2 separate regions of the Triticum aestivum genome follow, and region 2 is linked to region 1. A link is a contact called in public HiCAR-type data. All regions are on one chromosome and are shown on one strand. The core of a region is the stretch at or near the end of the contact, and the rest is flanking DNA. Distances in the headings are between cores, read along the strand shown. Region 1 holds the start of LOC123122597 (cytochrome b561, DM13 and DOMON domain-containing protein At5g54830). Region 2 holds the start of LOC123122601 (mavicyanin).

Region 1 (2,883 bases), core at 190-2,689:
GTTGATGTAAATCACCTTGTCAGGGTTTGGTGGGTTTGGGTAGCGCACTGCTGGAGCGGATGTCACAACCAGTGGCGTCTTCCCGTCGGCAATGATCCTGTCCTGGTCTTGCTTATTGTCGGCATCCAACGGTCCAAGGCAACTGTCCACTGCCTCGGACAAATTGAGCCTCATCAACCCAAAGGTTTCATCCCTCGGACCCCCATGATTCTGCGGAAGGTAGTGCGGCCGCAAAGTGTCCGGCGGACGCAGCTTTCCGATGGCCCAGACCACAGCCATCTCCTCCGTGGCACCAACAAGCACATCATATTTGTCATCCTCACTGTCGAGTTTCCTCTTGTACCTGACGAAAGACACACCATCCCGCCGGTGCCCATAAACCAGCCTGGAATCGTTCCTCCCGTCATCGTAAGCACTGTCCGGGCACACTCCGGACACAGGCAGGTCATCCTTCCCCATGGTGCACTCACTGTAGTCGGTAATGTAGTAGTCCTCAGCGAACGGCATACCTTCCTCGGTGAAGCCAGCGACGACGACGTCGGAGCGGACCATGGCGGGGGAGTTGGCCTTGGGGTCAGCCCACCCGAAGGCCATGTAGTACTCGGAGCCGACCGCGGCCTCGAGGCCGATGTCGACCTCGCCGGCGGATGCGTTGAGCGTCCAGCGAAGGCGGTAGCCCTCAGAGAGCTGGACGCAGTTGTCGAACATGGTGGGCGTGGCGATCCGGGAGGCGAGAGCGGCGGTGGCGTTGGAGGAGTTGGAGGCGGCGGAGAGGAAGACGTGGCCGAGGTCGGAGGAGGTGTCGGGGTCGAAGATGGCGAGGAGCGGCGGCAGCGGGGCGGAGAAGGGGAGGCGGAGCGTCTCGTTGCGGAAGGTGGCGTTGAGCGGGAGCGGCGAAAAGGGGCGGCCTTTGGCGAGGTCGTCGAGGGAAGGGCCGTCGGCGGCCCAGAAGCGCGCGGACGGGGAGGCGGCGAGGAGGTCGAAGCGCGTGAGCTGGAGCGCGCAGGCGCCGGAGGGGTCGAGGCGCACCGTGCCCCGCAGCTGGTGCTGCAGCATGGTGAGGTCTGCCGCGAAGCCCGCCGTCAGGTTGGTGTGCCGGCACGCCGCGTCCGCCACGGCCGCCAGGATCGCGAGGCAGGCGAGGAGGGGGGCCAAGGCGGGGGCCATGGGATCACCCGGCGGCCCGCCACGCCGCGGCGGATCCTTGGATCGAGATCTGGCCCGGCGGGGCGGCGGGGGGTTGGGATCTGGGGGGAGGTTGGAGTGGGGTTGGGGCTGGGTTCGGGGGAGGAGGGCGGGCGGCGGGACGGTGGCGTGCGTGGGAGGCGAGGCGGCCGGGGGCGGTGGATATTCGGAGGTGGGGTGGGGATGCGACCGCCGCAGTTTGGTGTGGCGGTGGTGGCGAGGCGACTGGGCCGGTGCGGTGCTGGTAGGGAAGCACCACCGGCAGCGCCTACAACTGTCAGTCACTGGCAGGTGGTCCTCCAGGCCCCACGTGTTAGAGAGGCGAGGACGTGTTATTTTTTCCAAAGAATCGAGAAAAAAAAAGAGAGAGAGAAAAAGATGTGTCATTTTGTCGAGCCGAAATGAAAACGTGGCATTTTCTTGAACCACTAGTAGTGATTTTTCTATAACTATACTACTAGTAGTGAATCTTAGATGGAAAATATCCGGGTTTTTTGCACCGACGGATCCAAGGGGCGAACTGAAGTCGTGGCATTCGATCAATAGAAGAATTCTAGATTTCCTAGCATTTTTTGACTCGGTTCTTAGAATGCAATGCACGGCGGACCGTTCAACACAAGGAGATGGACGGCGGATGAAGGGCGGAGAGGAGAAGGAAGAAAAAAAAGAGGAAAGACGAGAAAGGGGGAGGGGAATGGAGGGCTTCGGCGTCATCGTTGGTCACTCGCGAGAGTAGCACCATACACAACAATGACGAGGAGGGGGAGGATGAGGGCGGCGACACAGAAAAGAAAGTGTGGTGAAATGATGGACGACAAAGACGCCGAAAATGGGGATGACATGCGCCCAAAAGGAATATAATGATTTGTAGTTGGTTTTATTGGTTTTCTTTGTTGGTTTTTTTGTTTGACCGTCAAAGAATGCTCGTGGTCGGTGGATCAGGGGTCGATTGTTTGTTTTAGCTACTAATAACTAACAATATAAAAGCAATTATACCGGCATCAGCTTTTTTTTCTCAAACCACTAGTAGTGAATCTTGTAGATGAAAAATATCGGTTTTTTTTCACGGGCATCCAAGGGGCCAACTGAAGTCGTGGCATTCGATCCATAGAAAAATTCTAGATTTCGTAACATTTTTTGACCCGGTTCTTAGAACGCAATCACGGCGGACCATTCAGCACGAGGAGATGAACGACAGATGAAGGGCGGAGAGAAGAAAGATAAAAAGGAAGAAAGACGAGAAAGGGGGAGGGGAAAGGGTCAGGGAATGGCGAGGCAAGGTGGATGGTCGATGCAACGAGGTCGGTGACACGCTGACATGCATGTCGATTGGGTCTCGGCTCCTACCTCTAGGGTTTCGGCGTCACCGGTGAGAATAGTGCCATACACAACAATGACGAGGGAGAGGAGGAGGGCGGCGACGCGGAGAAGAGGTGAAAGGATGGACGACAAAGACATCGAGGGTGATGACGTGCGCCAAAAAGGAATATATTGATTTGTAGTTGGTTTTCTTTGCTAGTTTTTTTGTTTGACCATCATAGGATGCTCATGGTCGGTGGATCAGTGGTCGATTGTTGGTTTTAGCTACTAATAACTAACAATTATACCATGCTTCATAGGAGGGTAAAGCAGTTGATGTATCGATGCTTACGATAACTCGTTGCACATGCTCCCATGGATTTTTCTTCTAGTACTATG
Region 2 (2,883 bases), core at 235-2,734, 180 kb after region 1:
CCATTGAGAGCCTCACGCACTTTTCAACTCTTTCTCCTCGAGGCCTAAAAAATTAGCAGAGCAATATCCTCGGGCCTACGCCCAAGTAGCCAAGGGGAATCCCAGAAAGGTGTTTTGGCATCATTGCCAACAGTGATAGCGGTGGAGGCATAAAAGAAATCAAGGCCTTCCTCGTTGCATGGGTTACCCAACCCAACCCAAAGCTTGTTTGGCTCATTCCATTCATACCAAGGCCATCTCAGCGGCAACCACGTGCAAATTTGTCGGTTTCAGGACCCCAAGGCCTCGGTATTTCGAAGGACGAAAAACCACCTCTTTATTGACCTTGCACTTGGCCCTCGTCGTCTTGTCTGAGCTAGACCAAAGGAAAGCCCTCTCATCTTGTTGAGGTTATGAAGAGAGCCCTGCGGCACAATAAGGGGCATGATGAGTACACCGCTTTGGAGGTGATAACCGATTTGACGAGGGTCATGCGCCGAATGATGGTGATGTTTTGCCCTCCCAAGCTAGCAATTTTTTGGCTGCTTTGTCTTCAAGATATTGGAAGTCAACCTTCCTAAGTTGCCAAACCAAGACTTGGAGGCCCAAGTATTCCATAGGGAAATAAGCTCTAGTTGTCGGAGCGCTGTGGAGGATATGCCCCGAATCAAGATGATTGCATCAAATGAGCACCACCGAACTTTTACGGAAGTTGGTGCAAAGGCCTGTCACATCGCCAAACCCTTAAGATGGCCGAGAGGTTTTCCATGCCCCTCTTAATTGGAGCCATAAAAATGGTCGTGTCGTCCGCATAGAGGAATGTACACACCATGGCGCCACGTCCTCGAATCTTATGTCTAATGCCTTTACTAGTTGCAAGGTCGAGGATTTGAGGGAGAGGGTCAATCGCAAGGCGGAGAATGGGGGTCCCCTTATCAAAGCCCTCGGCCATGTTTGATAGAAGGCACGGGCAACCCGTTGAGGAGGAATCGCAAAGAGGAAGAGGAAAGTAACGTGGCAATCCAATCCTGAAATTGCTTGTAAGGTTGTAAAAGCTTTCAGCCAGCACCATTATGAGAATATATTCTTGTGCTCTCTAGAGCTTCACGCCTCTATCAGTCTACTGCTGCCTTTCCTGTAATTTCATTACTATCATTGTAACTCTCCCTCCTAGAGTGCGCTTTCGGCATCGCCATGGAATTGCTCCGGCATTTGTGGCATGTGTATGCGTTGCTTAGCACAGAAGGCGACCACGGAGCGCAAGAGGCAAACTTTTTTTATGTTTGAACTGCCCCACCGGCAAACTTTTGCGGGCGACTTGCCTCGGTTGGCGCGTAGGGATTCAAAAAAGTTTCAAACTCAAAATCTCGGACGAATCTGCAGGAGAAAAACTCGCTCGCTTCCTGCTGCGCCGGCCAGGAGTGGGCCAGGATGTCATGTGCACGAGACCACCAATGAGTGCGCCCTGGCACGAGCAATTTACTTATATGCCACTGATGCCCCCGTGCTCTGCTTGCTTTCCCCATTCACTGCTCACTCTGCTCGCCACTCTCCTCCTCTGCTCACTCTCTCTAGAGGTGAGAGCTGAGCAATGGCGTCCAGGGCGCTGTTGCTCGCCGTGGCCGGGGTGGTGGTGGCGGGGTGCGCGGTGGGGCTCTCCGGCGCGACGGACCACATCGTGGGGGCCAACCGCGGGTGGAACCCCAACATCAACTACTCCAGCTGGTCCGCCAACCAGACCTTCTACGTCGGCGACCTCATCTGTATGCCCAAAGAAAAACCCTCACCCTCTCTCTCTCTCTCTCTTTTCTTCACCTCGGCCTCCCCTCCCCTCTCCCCTCCCCTAGCTCCAGCTCCACCAGATCTACTACTACTTCCCTGCCGCCTCACTCATTCCTGATTTGCAGCGTTCCGGTACCAGAAGGGGACGCACAACGTGTTCGCGGTGAACGAGACCGGCTACGACAACTGCACCATGGACGGGGTCACCGGCAACTGGACCTCCGGCAAGGACTTCATCCCGCTCCCGCACCCCGGCACCTACTTCTTCATCTGCGGCAACGGCTTCTGCCAGGCCGGCATGAAGGTCGCCATCACCGTCCGCATCTTCGATCTCGGCCCAGAGATCTACCCCCCGCCCGCCCCCGGCGCCGACAATCCCCCCTCCTCCTCCTCCTCCTCCTCCTCCTTCGCCGCAGGGGCGTGGCCGGCAGCGGCAGCGGCGGCCACCGCGCTGGGAGCTGCTGCCATCATTGCCCTTTAGTTCCTAGGAGTATCATCTGCAGCAATTGACCGAGACGTGGTCTCTAATCTAGTATAACTAGTTGGGGCGCATTTAACTAGCTAGCTTTCCTGATGTAATGTAACCGCATCTGCATTTCGAGTATCAGTAGAATGTACTCATGGATGACCACGGCAGTTGCAATTCATCAAGATAGATCCAAAACGCTGGGAAAAAAAAAGCTCTGCAATTTATCCACAACCCATATCCACCAACCAAGATCGACAGCTATGTATATTGGACAAAAGGCTACAAGAACAAACCCTATGGGAATTGTTGAATAGAATCCCTCTGTTATATACACCACTTCACTTACTGCTATCTGATTTTGTCTATCACCGATTAGACCCTTTCTGAACCATGTGGCTTGGCCTTGGAGCGCTGCTGTTTCGACCGGGTCACGACCTTCTGACCATCGCTTTGCCTCGGAGCGCTACTTCGACGACGACGGGGTCTTTGGGGCATCAGGCTCGCTGTTCACAAAGGGGACAGGGGAGGGGCTCAGATTCTGAAAGAGTAGCTCAGGTTTTACAATGTGGGATTTCAAAATCTGTAATATGTGTTGCTTCAGCAGAGGAATCTTGCTTACCTGGGCCGCATCTCTTCGTCGGTGACCGCAGATT

The links. HiCAR-type assays count read pairs that join an accessible place to other places.
Region 2: a contact with region 1 is called in a HiCAR-type map of leaf, with 5 times the contacts expected there. The contact joins the promoter of LOC123122601 here to the promoter of LOC123122597 in region 1. A contact is called at or near these places in 2 of 5 Hi-C or Micro-C datasets (both in leaf) and 1 of 1 datasets of contacts at active chromatin or transcription factors (leaf).

Annotation. Positions count from the first base shown.
Region 1 is chr5D:447,289,822-447,292,704 of IWGSC CS RefSeq v2.1, forward strand. LOC123122597 (cytochrome b561, DM13 and DOMON domain-containing protein At5g54830) reads right to left here and starts at 1,440. Exons shown (of 1, transcript XM_044542818.1): 1 at 1-1,440. The coding sequence starts at 1,167.
Region 2 is chr5D:447,464,888-447,467,770 of IWGSC CS RefSeq v2.1, forward strand. It overlaps LOC123122601 (mavicyanin), which reads left to right and starts at 1,485. Exons shown (of 2, transcript XM_044542824.1): 1 at 1,485-1,742; 2 at 1,887-2,561. The coding sequence starts at 1,571. The coding sequence ends at 2,242. LOC123122600 (probable protein phosphatase 2C 70) reads right to left here. Exons shown (of 11, transcript XM_044542823.1): 10 at 2,850-2,883; 11 at 2,429-2,768. The coding sequence ends at 2,762.